Linked DNA regions of Sus scrofa: region 2 is linked to region 1. A link is a contact called in public HiChIP or PLAC-seq data. All regions are on one chromosome and are shown on one strand. The core of a region is the stretch at or near the end of the contact, and the rest is flanking DNA. Distances in the headings are between cores, read along the strand shown.

Region 1 (7,830 bases), core at 2,777-5,276:
ATGACTGTGGTATAAAGGTTTTGAAGGTTGAGAAAAGAAAGGAAGACAAAAATCTACATATGGAAATATATATGTGCAAAAGCAAGGAGACAAAAATGAATGCACTCATTCACTCATCTGTTCAACAGCTGAATTCTCCAATGCTGCAGGCATTGTTGTCCGTATCAGGGACACTAAGAATAAACAGCTGATCCCTGTGCTCATCTCCTGACAAAGGTGGTTAGTTACAGGGCAGTGATGAAGAAGTTGGCCTGAAAAGGCCAGATGATGCTGAAGGAGTTTACTGGAGAACAGTTAAGGGAAGAAGTTAACAGATAAAAGGGGAAGAGATTATGGAGGATATTGAGGGTCAGAGGAGTTTGAATTTGGTTGTAAAAATATATTAGTTGTAGATTTCTGAGGTACATAATAAATACCTGTTGTATGAAAGATCACAGTGCTACATGCAGTGCATTCAAAGCCCTGGCCTAGTAGGCTATTTTTCTTTTTGTACTTGCATAACTATTGCAAGAGAGAAAATCACTTGTTAGCATCTCTCAGTGCACCAATAATCTCGGAAAATGTGAGAAGGGTTCTTTCTAACTCTACTAGGCAAATTATTATGAGAAATGACTCACATAATACCTCTCTGTGTTGAAATACCTACAAAAAATTCCAAAGCATAGCTGTTTTTTTTTTCCCCCTGGAAATGACTCCCTCAAATAGAAGCCTTTTGAATTTACCAAATATCCCATTTTCTCCTTGAATTAAACTCTTAAGAACCACTGAAGAAATCATAGGGTTAAAGAATCCACCTTCCTTTTACTTCCTGCTCACAAAACTAGCAAGTTGTCTTCGAGGTCACAATGGGAAGATCATTTATAAATGGCAACATTCATCCAATACCCATACACAATGCCTTTATTTGACTCTTTCCTAATATACTGACTTGGTCATGTAACCACAGATCTCTGGGCCTCAGATTCATCATCTATAAAACAGAATTACCACAGAGCTACCTGGTAGGATTTCTGTGATAATTTAGCGAGTAAATATGCCATATATGTACAATAATGCCTAGCCCACTGTAAACCCTTAATAAATAATAGCACCATCACCATTATTATTGTACACATTTTTAATTTTTCTACCAGTGGTTTCAATTTAAAATATTTCACGAATGTATTTACTGCTAAAATGAGTCAAACAGTATGAAAAAGAAAAAAGACAAAAATCCTGTCTTCTTCACCTCTGGCTCCCTCAATCTTATTCTCCAAAAGTATCACTATCTGCATGTCCTTCCAGACATATTTTGTATCAGGAAATAAAACCATATGCCCAGACATTTTTATTTACATAAATAAGATCACACTAAATCTATAATTTGCTTTCCTTTCATCTAATGATATGTCATGTACACATTTCCATGTATGTTTACATCAGGTTTTTAATACAGCAGTCAATAATCGGAATGCCCTTGCACCATAATCTATTAAATTAGTCTCCAAGTGATAGACATGGAGATGTGTCCAGTTCTTACTATTATCAAACAATGCTTAGAAAACATTTAATACGTGAACATGTTCACTTCAGTGATTTTTGTCATTCTAGAAGTATGTTTGCTGAGTCAATGGCTCGATCTATACTTCAGTTAGATAATTATATTTCAATTACAAACTGTCTCTAAGAAGTAGTGGTATACTTTTAAAGTCTTAAAGGTTACATTAATCTAATAAGAATGGGAATATAGGCAGTCCAGCAACTAAGAACTAATATGATGTGATCGATCCTGTGCTTCTCCTACTGTAGTTACAGGAGATTGACTGAGGAACCAGCCTAACCAGACCAGAGGCACAGAAGACATTTTCTGGCAAATGGTGGAGGTAAGCACTCTCTCTTACATGCCATGAAATTAATGTAAAAACCAACATGGAAAATGCCCTTTTTATTTTGCTTATCTGATATCCTTGTCTTATTCCATTATCCACAACGCCACTCACATACTTTCGCTACCAAGGTTTTACATTTCAGTCAACATATTCTCAGAAAAACATGGACATTTAAGTAGTATAGATACCTTTTAATAGTATGTTGTGGATACTCAAGGAGAGAATCTAAGGTTATCAAACAGTTACCCCAGACCTGTCATCAGTCTATAAGCTGTAGAGACAGGTGACAGGACAACACTCCTTCTCCCTCCCATTCAGCCCCACCCCATCCAATCTCCCTCGTGCCTAAAAAGGGATTTACATAATCCACAATTATCCTATTCCCATCCACAACAAAGATGCTAAGATCTATGGGAAATAAAAGAATTAGCCCTATATAAAACAAACCATACTTTGGGAACTCCAACTTAGCTATATAGTGAGTATACATGAAATATTCTGAATACAGAGACCAAATTGTTCTGATACAAATTTAAATTAAGAAACTCATTCCTGTGCATCTACATTCATTAAAATAGACACGTCTCAACTTGTGTTTTGATAAGCCAAAGGCATCAACGTTTAGAAACAAATTTATGGACAAGAGACAGTCGTCCTTTTAAGAAAACTACTAGACAGTCTTATAATGCAAATGCTGCTGGAGAATTATGAGTCATGCTAAAAAGCTGCTTCCACTATTTGTTTATTTCATTTCAAATGACTATGTACTTAAGCATCCCACATTCCTGCTTGTCCATAATATCTCCATCTGGTATTTTCTGAATATCAAATTTTACAAAATTATTTCTGTGGAAACACAAGCATATAATATTTAATGAGCAACTGAAACTGAACTTACTTCAGAGGTACTGACCAAAGACAGCCAAAATTGAGGCTTCTTTTTATAAAAACCCTAAGAAATTCTGCCAACATTAAACAGGCAGCCATTTCACTGCCCTGTCAAAGGGTTATTTTTAATAAGCTCATAATTGTAGGCTGCCCATCTTTGCGTTTGTCAATGAAGTTTAAGTAAATTCCACCAATTCATGATAAAGGCCAAGGGAGGATAAATCCCTTGGTTAAGAAAATTGCCATATACAGAATATAATATTTCTTTTTCCTGCTGGTTCTTAGAGCTGTAACCCTGGTAAGAGAGTAAGCTATTTCAATCGCAGAGGAGTCACTGGTACCAGCTCTGCTTGCATTAATTCCAAAGCCTAATGGCTTGGGCCACACTTCCCAGCTCTGGTAACAAAGGCTTCACCTTCTTAGCTCCAAATAATGACATTAAATAGCCAACCCCTTCAAATCAATAAACAGTAACAAAAATAAAAACACTCCCTTCCAAACCAGAGAGGTATAAAACTGTAAAGGGAACACCAGAGGTCCCAGGTAAACTGTGCTATCTACCTGTCCCTGTAGAAGAGAGGAAAATGGTCGTAGCAAACTCAGCTGGCAAGAGTAGGTTCAGCTGTGTCAGCTAGTATTTGGAAAAACTGGAGCAGGTAAAATGCCAGGCAGCCTTGGGATGAGCCCAGGACACTCTAGAAGGGCACTCTTCCTACCCTCTTCAGGAATAGACTAAAGGCAGGGAATCTGATCCAGCCTTCAGAAAAGATCCAAAAGAACAGATTGCCAGAATAATTTCAAGTTCTTAAATCTCTAATAAGGTTTTAGTTAAACTATGTATGTATTCAGTCACCACTTACTGATAACCCACAAAATCAAGCACTGATGAAAAGTTAGCAGAGAAACAGATAATAGGAAACAAAGTTACTAAAGAAAAATTATCTGCACTTCTCTTGACTCCACTAATTCCCCTAAAGCACTGTTTTCTTCATGTTACATCCCTGCTCAAAAAAGCTTCCTATCCTCCCTAGGGAAAAGCCCTTTTGGCAAGCTTATAACCTATCATTTCAAACAGAAACAGTCTACACTATCCAGGTAATTAATTTCACTATCCCCAAACAGAGCTTTTATTTATTCTTGCCTCTGCTCTTCTGTTTCCACAACCCTCAACAAGTAGAATACTATTCACCTTTTTGCCTGAAGCAGGTTGGACTCACTGGTTAGCTGACTGAGATGGAGGTGAGTATGCCAAATACTGAGCAGAGAATGCTAAGGAGAGGGGAGGGGGAAGGGGAGGATAAAGACTGGGTAGAGGGAGAGGCTGAGCTTTGACAGAGCCAAGGCAACCTCAGCCAACACTTAGAAGAGCTCTGTGGCTACAAAGGCCCTTCGGAGTTGTCCTGGGTTTGCTGAAAAATGGTGAGGACTTTCTATTCCATCCTCATCACTTACTGGATATCGGCCACTCCGGGGCAGGGTGGGACCTTTGGCGAGTTGGCTCTCTGCAAAGCCAGTCCCTGAAGGGGCTGATAACATTCCCAGTAGCTGAGACACAAGGACTTCTTTGAAGGGTGACCTGGGAAGCACATCACCATGGCCACCACTCTTCCTGCCCAAATCGTCTATCCTTTATGCTTCCCCTCAAGTCCACGTCTAGGTCAGAGAGTCCCTGAACACAGAGCACTAGCACTTAATAAAACTTCAACTGTGTTACCTAACATTTAAAATGGTATTTCCCCTAAGCTCTACAAGCTACTGAAAGCTAAGAACTGTGAGTTCTATGTACTGCTAACTTCCTTAGAACGGGGATAAACAAACGTGACGCACTGGCCATATAAAAATAGGCCAGAAATGGCCCAAATTACCAACTTTTGCCTCAGAAGATTAATGCCGAATGGCAATTTAATACAAGCCGCAAATGCAAACCACATACGTAATGTTAAATTGCATAGCAGCCACATTAAAAAAGCAAAAAGAAATAGGTAGATTCAATGTTTAATGTTTTATTTAATCAAAAATATTAAAATATTATTTCAACATGGAATCAATATAAAGCTATCAAAGAGCTATTTTACATACTGCGTCTTTGAAATCCAGTGTGTATTTTAGATTTATATCAAGTTTCAATTCAGACCAGCCATATTTCAAGTGCTTACTAGCTACAAAGAGCTGTGGCTGCCACATTGGATAGCATAGCTAAAGCATACAGAGGATGATGTTTTAGTAACTTCGAACTTGTTCACTGACACAACATTTACCGAGCTCTAGCCATTGAGAATACAGACTGATTTGTACTAAATATGGGAATATATAATAGTAGTCAATTTTTGCCCTTAAGTAGCCCAGAGGTTAGTGGGGGATACAGACAGGTGATACAGTAACAATGTGAAGTGTCAGTGGTCTAGAGAAAATGCTACGGTAGAATTAAAGAGGAGAAATTAGGTCTTAATTGGTCACCAAATTTGTGAGAACTTTTTCAATGCACTACAGATTCTTTAAAATCAATTTTTTTAAAGTTGAAATAACTCAGACTTTTAAAAATATTTTTCTTTCTTTAAATACCCTGTAACCTTATTTAATTAAGGTTAAATTAAGGTTAAATTAATTTGGAATGCAATAGAATAACTCTACCACAACTGGACAAGAAGTGCACACCCTCTCATGATAAACTGATGATTCTATTTTATGAAAGGCATAAAATGTAAGGTATACTTCAAAGATATATTTCTGAAAATACATTTCAAATTTCTGCCACAGGTGCAGCTTTCTATTTCTTTTAACATCGTTTTTTCTTTAAATGACCAGGTGCGTCATGTGGTAAAATGATGCTTTCTGAAATTTCAACCAAGTAGTTGAGGAGCTATTTTTTCTTGCTTTTACACAATCAAATTTTATGATTCTCCAGAAAATATAACTGCCAAAAAAAGAGCCTTAGTAATACAGTAGTGTCCCTAAAGAGATAAAATAGGGCCTGTTTTCTCTGCAGTGTTTATCTAGGAGTCAGAGGGATACTAAAATGAAGTATCTTCTATAAATATACAAGATTAGCATTTCCATCGGTTTCTCCCAATAATCTAACAAGCTTCCCATTTTGTCTTTAACATTTCTAGCATGAAAGTAACATAATCTGCATTGTTTTTCTTTGTGCCTATTGAAATTTAATGGTTATAAGCTATTTGAATGTACTGGGATATTCTGGTACATTTTAGTAATTGTAAAAAATAAACTATACTACCAGCATTTCAACTTTGTTAACCTAAATTAACTTTATTTAAAGCAAGTACACAACTAAGTTTTACTCTTAATAGAAACATATCTTCCAACATAAGCTGATAGAGAATAAAGATACATTTAAAATTCCATCAGCACCGGAATGTCAGCTTCATTTACTTGACATTTTCTATTCCATCTTTCTCACACTGGAGCAGAAGAGTTACTAATTTGAGAAAGGAGGGAGAGAGCACAAGTAATACATACTTGTGGAAAATCTCATAAAATCTATAGTTCCTCTTCTCAGAAAAACACAATTTTCATACATATTATAAAGCTCACAGTGGATCCATAAAAGTTCATTTTCCCCAGGTTAAGAATCTTTCCACTAAAAAGCAGATTAAATTTGTCAGTGTAGAATAAGGCACTGAAATTAAATGAGCAAGAAAGTGTTATCATGGAGTCTTTTACAGCACTGCAAGTTTATGTCGCATAAGAATAAGTTGCCTCAAGAAAATAAGACTAAAAGTTAGAGTAGGTGTCAAACAAACCACAGCAGGTAAAACAAAAAATGTTGAACAGATTCTCTGGCATTCACTTACTGCTACCACATTGTGTTTGATTAGAGGTAGGGCAAGTTCCAGAAATACCTCTCCCTCCTTAAAATGGGGTGGATGGAGCCTAATACTCCCTACTTCAAAAGCTTGTTCAGATGCTTCAACTCCTCTCCTTCCTGCTCTTTGCAGGTGCCCAGCTGCCTTCTCCACCCTACCACCACCTGTAGACCCTTAACCACCTGAAGGACAGTTTGTTTAAAAGGTAGCCAGATTCTAGCTTTGCACCTTTAAAAGGTAGCCTATATCTGGACTTAGAGTAGAAGACATTTTAAGCTATTCTGCCTTTATAAGTTTTAGCTTGAGAGTTCCTGTTGTGGCTCAATGGGTTACAAACCCGACTAGTATCCATGAGGATGCGGGTTCGATCCCTGGCCTCGCTTAATGGGTTAAGGATCTCGTGTTGCTGTGAGCTGCTGTGTAAGTCACACATGAGGCCCACATCTGGTGTTGCTGTGGTGTAGGCCGGCAGCTGCAGCTCTGATTCTACCCTTAGCCTGGCAACTTCCACATACCACAGGTGTGGCCCTGAAAAGCCGGGAGGAAAAAAAAAAAAAAAAGTTTTAGCTTTGAACTAAGTGACAACATTCTGTGCTATCTCTGCAACTCTTTGGTAAATGTAGAATTATTTCAAAATAGAAAGCTCTAACAAAGGTGTGCTTCTGAGAGATTACTCAGTAGTAGTTTTTGTTTCCTCTATAGACCTATGTAAGCTAGAGGCTGAATTTTCTTTCAAAATGATGGCAGATGGGACTTATATTAATCTTCCTAGTAAGCCTCCCCAACACATTAAAAACAGGTAACAAAGAACTGTCAAAAATTTAAAGAAAACCATTCTATCAGTCTCCGAGCAAAGCATTCTCAGAGAAAAGCAGCACCGGCAGAGCTGTCAGGAAGAGCCATGCAGTCCTGTGTCACAGCAGATCACTCCTGCCTGTGCTGGGGATCAGGGACAAGAAGTGACTAGACACAGGCAGTACATCTCATGTCAAGATCAAGGCTAAAGAGATAAAACTGTTATTTTTGAAACACTGTCCAATTTAATGCCCAAATAAAGAAGATGCTAGTTAACTGGTAAGACATTAAGAGAGGGTAAAATGCTTTTCCAATAGTTGTACTGAACCACATATTTTTTTTTTCCATGCAAAATAGCTTATTTTAGGGATGCATTTTATAGAGAGAAGCTACCTTTTATCAAGGATTGATTTAGTGCTATTAAACCAGAGCTGAACATCCTCTCAAGCACTTTA
Region 2 (7,830 bases), core at 1,641-4,140, 150 kb before region 1:
AATATTGAAAAGTCATTTATAACTATTCAACAAATTTAAGGGGTACAGAGTTTTATGCTGAGTTTTAGATTATGCAGTCAACTGTCTCTGAAAGTACTTCTTTCTCATTTTCTAGCATTCATTTTTCTCATTATTTAAAAATATTCTTGTGCAAAGAAAGAATATTTTTAAATAATATCATTTTTTATCATTATCATTTTTGCAGTATGTATGATAAATGTTTAAGAAGAAAAAAATGTAATTCTAATAGAACGCACTGCTTTAAAGAGAAACTCTTGAATTTTCTAACTTTAACACATTTTTATACTTATCGTTTAATGGAGCACAAAATTAAGCAGTAGTTATTACAGATTTTTGAAAATTTCTAGTGTGCTATGTGAAGTTTCATACAGGATCACAAAGTAAATCAGTCTCATATGTAAACTTAATTGAGATTTTGTGAATAAACTGATGTTAAGGATCTATGACATGAGGCATATCAATTATATATCTGAAGCATAAATTATCATTTACGAACTTCTAGAACATTAGGGCTTACAGGAAAAATAGAGATAATTCTAGCACTATGAAAAGAAGAGACTCTACATATCAAAAAGAAGTATTTTTGTTGTTGATGTTGCTATTTATGGGGATGCTGATTCACACTGTGTTATCCAGCAAGAATGAATTATTTCTGCTCCTAATACATATTTGTGCGTTATTTTGGAAATGGCTGAAAGTAGTTTCATCTTGAATAAAACCTTTATGATAGTTCATGAGGATCAGAGCCTTGCCTACAACACTGAGCTGCTGCTGGAGTCCAGGAAATCCAAGACTGGGCTCTGGAAGAGAAAATGGGGCCACATTAACCCCCAAACCAGCAGTGATGCAGAGATTAGGCCAGAGCCTGGGTGGCAGGGCAAAACTCAGGAACCTCAGGCTGTAGCCACGCTGGAAAACAGGAACCCAGAGCAGGGCCCAGCTAACTCACAGTGAGGGGGCAATCTCTGGAAAGCAGGCTGGAGTATCTCCTAGAAAAGGGAAGAATGTGCCCCCTTCCCCCAAACTCTCAGTATAAAGCTGAAGAACAAGCCCAATGAGCAGAGGCTAACCAGGCCAGAAATTCAAGGCTCTAAACAGAGATGGCAGGAGTCACATTAGCAAAGAATCCCCACAGTCAGATTTTTGTGCAAAAACATTTCAGAGGCGGCATTGCACTTGGGTGACTGATATGCCCTCTAGCGATCTCCAGGGCAGAGGCCAAATCGGTGACGTATTCGTCTGTGCTACCCGCATGGTGGTCAGCACATGGCCTTCCATGCTCTTGAACAACAGCAGCAACATCCACTGGGTGCTCACTGCGTGCCAAGCCCAAGCACCATTCCAGGTCTCCACAGGTTGTAACACGCCCTCCTCAGGAGGTAGATACTAGGGCTATTTCCATGCTACTCATGTGGAAACTGAAGTAGTGGAGATTAAGGACCTTTCCCTAAGAACACACAACACAAGAAAGAAAAAGGGTTTATTTATCCTCATTGTGCTACCTGGGTAGTTGCCTCTTGGCCACAATCTGGAGAGCAGAAGGACAGGTGAAAGATCTCTGGAGCCCAAAGGATCATGTGGAAAGCCTGGGAAGAACAGTGACATAATGGCATTGCCACTTAGACCCCCCTTTTAATTCTCTGATTAAAGTCAGACCAACCGCTGATGAAGGCTGATCCGAGTGAAGCCGATCATCATTCATTAACAGGAGTATGACTGGCTTTTTTGGCCAGACAATCCTTTACCACATAGGCTAGTCCCTTGAATGGCAAGACTGTTAGCACCAGGCCCCACACTAGGGGATGGCAGTACGACCTTGTCAGTGTGCCAATCCCGCTATTCCTGTCACCCCAAGGTCCCCCGAGGCACCCCTGATGAGAACTGCTGAGCGAAGGGAACAAGTCTCTGGAGACAAAATTGAAAAATTAGGCCTTCTGAGCAGCATCTTCAGCAGACAGAGTCAATCAAGCCAACCACTGGGGCCAGGGCCCTTTGGACAGACATCTGGGATTGAACACTGTGTCTTCAGCCCCTTACAGGGTGCCTGGCATATATAAGGGGCTTAATAAATCCTTGCTGAGAGAATAAATTATTAAATGATTAAATCAGTGAGTGAAATCATAAGCATCAGCCCACAGTTTTATGGTTTAACCTGTATTTAAGCCAGAATTGGGAGGAAGGGACCTAACTACCTTTCATGCTATTTATCTATCAATCTCTAGACAAATCTTGCTGATTTTATCTCCAAAAGAGGTCTTGAATCAAGACTTCTTTCCATCTCCATTACAATGTCACCAGCCCAAGTCCTCACAGTCACCTGCACTGCTGCAACAGCCTCCTAACTGGTACCATCTCCTCTCTTGCCCCCTGCCATCCATTCTCCAGGTAGCAATTATATGTACATTGAATTCTGTCTCATGCCTACCTGAAGCTCTTAAATACCTGCCCACTGTTTTTCCTGGCAAAATCCTCACATGACGCACCTGTCTCCTCCCTTCCCTGGTGCCCCTCTCCTCCTGCTGTGTTCCTCAAGGGCACAAGCTCCTTCCCGTCCCTGGGCCGTCTCACATGCTTGTCTCTCTTCCAGAACACTCCCATCCTCTCTACCTTTCCTATTCGGTGAGTCAGTCCCTCTTACCCTTCAAAATCTGGCTTAAACTTTACATCCTCAGGCGCCCCACTTGTCTAAGTTACCTAACCCCCTTAAAACTTGGTGTTATTGTTCATAACACGCATCGCCAACCTCATTATGTGTTTATTTGTGAAACCACTTGTTTCATGTTTGTCTCTCCAACTAGTATGGCTGCTCTGGGAGGGTAAAATCTGTCCCTGCTTTTCCACTGTAAAATAACAAGTGTTGACTCATAGGGCCTGTGACAAGCTCATTAAATGCTTGAGCGAATGATCCCAGAGTTTCATATTTCACAGGGAGTCGGATGTGTGGGATGATCGCATATCAATGCCATAATGTTGATATTCCTGACATCATATCACTTACCATTACATTTTATAAGAAGAAGAAGTGGGATCTCTCAAGCAGTTTGTCCCTGGAAATTATATATATATCGGTTTTGGATTGTATACTATCTTTCCCATAAGACAGAGTTTGTGAATTAATCATGTCTAGTCACAAACACAAGAGGTATTTGTTGAATTCATTACAAAGGGGCATACTTGGATTAGAGACTGAGAAGGAATAAAAGCATGATGTTTCATGATCCAGGGAAGATAACTAGCAATGTTTCGATTTCGTTTTTTGACAAACTAAACCCATGTGCTTCCTTTTTCATTTTTTATTTGAATACAGAGACCAAGAACATCTATATGTCTAACTTCTATTTGACATTTTGCTTCTCTAGATATTTAGAAATGTCCAAAGTTCTTGGTGAATTATGAGTTTTAAGATGAGTCAAGCGAGGTAACCACGTCATGAGCAGAATCAGATGTGTCAGCCAGTTCAGATAAACTGGCAATGGTGGGCATTGGGGCAGCAGATACAAACTAGGGATGGAAGGATTCAAAACACAATTTTGGTTCATTGTTAACACGGCTGTTAGCACTTAGCTAAGATCGATGTAGCTGTAAGTTATTTTCTAGCTGAATACCTGGTATCTGATAACACCTCCAATGTAGTAGATTATGCAAGGTTGTTCAGAAATTATTTTCAGAATGGATTCCAAATTGTATAATGGAAATCAAAAAGGCTGTGAGTTGTTTTAATACAAGGTCCAAAGAGTTTCTTATTGCTTCTGAGTAGACAGATGTGCTGAATCATACTAAGAATTGCATTTGAGATAATAAAACTGAGACAGGCAATTGGAACTGTTCCACTTAAAACCTGAGTCAGGCCAGGAGGAGAGGCAGCACACTGGGGAATAATAGAAGCAGGACTGTGTACTCATGGGCACTGTCCCACCTGTGGTATTAAGCAGAGTGGGAAAGTGGAGAGTGGTGGCAGGGTCCTTATGCCCTCAAAGGAACGCTTACTTTAGTCTTGTTTTACAGTTTAATCTTTGGTGGCTGATGCTCTCCCTTCAACATCATTCCGGATTTCACCTCATTTTACTTATTTTACTTATGCCCCTTCTGCATCCTCCCACAAATCTAAAACTCACGCCAACTCTACTTTGTAATTCCTTTCTCATTCCATCTTTCTCAATGCAAGCCCAAAATCGAACCACTATCAAAAGCTCATGTTTTTAAAATTGTCTTTCCTATTTGATGACCAAGAAAAAGCATGAATGAAAACAGCACTGTCAACCACAAATAAGGGCACATGGAATAAGGCAAAAGCAGAAATAAGGTGGGGTATTCTTCTTGTTCTGTTACTATACAGACCTCAAGTGAGCAAATCAGCCATTAAGCTTAGTATATTTGTGTGTGGGTGTGGTTTAATAAGATGCCTTGATCTAAGATTATCTGATTAAATGCTCAGGCAATGGTTTGCAAAGATGTATCTATCAAAATGAATGTTTCCTGAAGGCAAAAAATTGATTGCAATGCTATGCACTTAAAAAGTTCGATACAAATTAAAACCACAATGAGATACCAATTCGCATTATTAAGAGGGCCACTATAAGAAAAAACAGAAAATAGAAAGTATTGGTGAGGATGCAGAGGAGTTGGAACACTTGTGCACTGCTGATGGAAATGCAAAATGATACAGCTGCTGTGGAAAACAGTATGACTGTTCCTCAAAAAATTAAAAGTAGAATTACCGTATGACCCAGGAATTCTACTTCTGGATATATACCCAGAAGAATTTAAAGCAGGATCTCGAAAAACTATTTGTACACCTGTGTTCAGAGCAGCATTATTCACAATAGTTAAAACATGGAAGCAACCCAAGTGTTCACTGGCAGATGAATGGATAAGTAAAATGCAGTATATATAGACAGTGAAGCATTATTCACTGTTAAAATGGAAGGAAATTCTAACATATGTCACAACATGGGTGAACCTTCAGGACATTACGGTAAGTGAAATAAGCCAGTCACAAAAAGACAAATACTATACAACTTCACTTATACGAGGTATTTAGAGAAAGAAAAAGTAGAATGGTGGTTGCCAAGGACTAGAGGAAGGCGAATGTGGAGTTATTGCTTAGTGGCTGGAAAGTTCCAGTTCTGCAAGATGAAAGTGTTCTGGAGATGGAGAGAGATGACAGCTGTACAATGTAAATGTGCTTAATACCACTTAACTGTACATTTAAAACTGGTTATGCAATTTTTATGTTATGCGTACTTTACAACTTAAAAAAATTAAAAATCAAAAGAAAATGTCTAAAAATAAGGATGACAATGAAAAAAACAAAGAGAAAAATATAACAAAGACTAAATAAATATTACTAGTTCCTATTCCTCTTTGTGGGTTCCAGAGGGTTTTAAAAAACTATCCATACCATAATCTCAAATGCTAAAAAACAGCTCTACACTAGCCATTTGTGAAAACTGATCATTTGTTTCACTTTTAGGCAGCATGGTCAAATAGAGAATGAAGCATAATATCAACTGGTTTGAATTAGTCAACTGTGTGAGGTCATATCAGGCCAAAATTGTTCTGTGCTATATTTTGCCTATTCATAAAACACAAAGAGAAAGGACAGCATTTCTTGCTATTCAGAACCACCAGACAAGGGTTGTGCAATTTATGTTCTACATGAAGGCACAAGCCAAGGGGGCAAGAGAGGGCTGTCATTCAGCCCTATTCCATTCTCTAAGCGAAGTACGCACACCAAGAGCTTCTAATGGCACAGAAACACCAACAGGGCTAACAGTGGCTCTATCCATATTTCACAAAGTTCCATGAGTAATTCAGTTCACATTACACCCTACTCACCAAGATATGATTACCATGAGCCAGAACCCCTGCGGAATACCCAAGGACACTTGGTGAGACAGACAAAGTGCTCTCATCCTGGAAATATCAAATATGAAAGTAAATGGTCTTTCTGTAGTGTCAGCAAGGTGTGAGCCATGTATAAGATCTTTTAGAAGTCCTCGTGGAAATCTTAAAATTGAAATTTAAGACTGTGCAAGCTGTATTTGGAGGTTCGCAGGACTGTTTGCCTCTCTCATGTCTTAACATAGACCATGTCTTTTTTTTGACTTAGTAGACTTAGTTAGTCTACTAAGGGATAGACTATCTCTTTGGTAACTCATGACTTGCGATGACTACATAGCTTTGCACCAGTCCTACTCTCAGTTCACCAAAATCCTGCTTGGCACATGCACGTATTTTCTGGGGATGGATGAGTTCATATAACAGTACACTCAACCTCCAGGAGACACAACAATTAACAACACAGTGCCTGTGCCTATATTAAAAAGAAAAAAAAAATAAAGGAAAAATCTCATAATCCATCCAGGCAGTAGGTGGTGAGTGCCCTGTTGAGGCAGGAGGCTCCCCTGCCAACCCTGGGCTCTGGTCCCTTAGACTCTCAGACCCTGGAGCTGAAGCTGGACCCATACCCAAAGGTGCAAGATACTGCTGGAAGTGACGGATCTGGCTAAAGAGAGGTGATTATAGCCTAAACCCCCAGTTTGGCAACAGTAATTTTCAACTGACGATGTGAAACCGAAGGAGAAATACCGTTCAACACTCAGGTAATCTGCAATGTAAATAAACCACATAAAATTCCCATTCTTATAATTATTACTTAATTTTCTGTTTCATCTATCCAAACTAACTGCATATCCTAGTCATATTTTGAAAAGAAAATAATTTGTATTTGTTTATAGCAAGTTTTTTAAAAATAGTGAAGTCGATCTTTACTTGACCTCAATATTTTAGTAATTTCCTATAAATTATACATATTCTATTTGCTTTGTATATATCATTTATACATATAAAATCTCACTTATACAAATATAGTTCTAATTTTAAGAAGTAAAAGAAAAATTTCTAACATATATCATACATCTCAACAATATATCTGATACCCTGTACCCTCATGTGCTTTAAAAAAAACCCCAAAACAAACAAAAAAAGCAATCACCATTTATAGATTTACATATACCACAGATATTCTAAAGAATCATAAGAGAATACTTACAAAATGTTTTTAAAGGACTGGAAAAGTCCATCTAATTAGAAACAATTTGAGTTCTGTGGAGAAATACCTACTAACTGCACAATTGGAATTCAGTAAATCTATCAGAAATTCTACTATATAAAAGATAAACTAAAATCTTGATATCTATGCTATCTCTAGTCATTTACTAGACTGTTTCTTTCTCTTTTTTTTTTTTTTTAATATTTTGATCTTTTTAGGACTGTACCCATAGCATAGAGAGGTTCCCAGGCTAGGGGTCGGATTGAGCCACAGTAACATGGGATTTGATCGAACCCACATCCTCATGGTTGCTAGTCAGGTTCATTAACCACTGAGCCACAACGGGAACTCCCAAGACAAAGTTTCAAGCACTATAATGTGGACATGATTTTAAAAATATGGCCATTTGCCCTCTGATCATCATCATCTTATAAACTACACATCATTAATCTTATTTTTTTAACTTTTAATTTTTTTATGGCTGTGTCCATGCACATGGCAGTCCCTGGGCCAGGTACTGAATCCGAGCTGCAGCTGAGGCAACACTGGATCCTTTAAATATACTACTGGGCTGGGTATTGAACCTGAGCCTCCATAGTCACCTGAGCCACTGCAGTTGGATTTTCAACTCACAGTTCCATAGCAGGAACCACATCGTTAATCCTGTTACATATAACTGAAACCGCCTAGGACTCCTGCTGAGGTTATGCTGAATTACCCTGTGAATTCCTGTTTTCACCATTAAGGCCAAGGCA

What was found. HiChIP or PLAC-seq counts read pairs in DNA pulled down with a chosen protein or histone mark.
Region 2: a contact with region 1 is called in an H3K27ac HiChIP or PLAC-seq map of skeletal muscle. The contact joins two enhancer-like sites. A contact is called at or near these places in 1 of 47 Hi-C or Micro-C datasets (embryonic fibroblasts) and 1 of 2 datasets of contacts at active chromatin or transcription factors (skeletal muscle).

The regions. Positions count from the first base shown.
Region 1 is chr8:108,973,762-108,981,591 of Sscrofa11.1, reverse strand. The region is part of intron 2 of CAMK2D (calcium/calmodulin dependent protein kinase II delta); the gene reads right to left. Among named protein-coding and RNA genes, the nearest start is that of CAMK2D, 62 kb to the right of the region's middle. Within about 2 kb of position 4,026, at least 7 of the 83 cell types and tissues checked have an H3K27ac peak or open chromatin away from gene starts, as enhancers often do. A contact at or near this core is called in skeletal muscle, where this site is marked.
Region 2 is chr8:109,123,346-109,131,175 of Sscrofa11.1, reverse strand. The region is part of intron 4 of CAMK2D (calcium/calmodulin dependent protein kinase II delta); the gene reads right to left. Among named protein-coding and RNA genes, the nearest start is that of CAMK2D, 210 kb to the right of the region's middle. Within about 2 kb of position 2,890, at least 6 of the 83 cell types and tissues checked have an H3K27ac peak or open chromatin away from gene starts, as enhancers often do. A contact at or near this core is called in skeletal muscle, where this site is marked.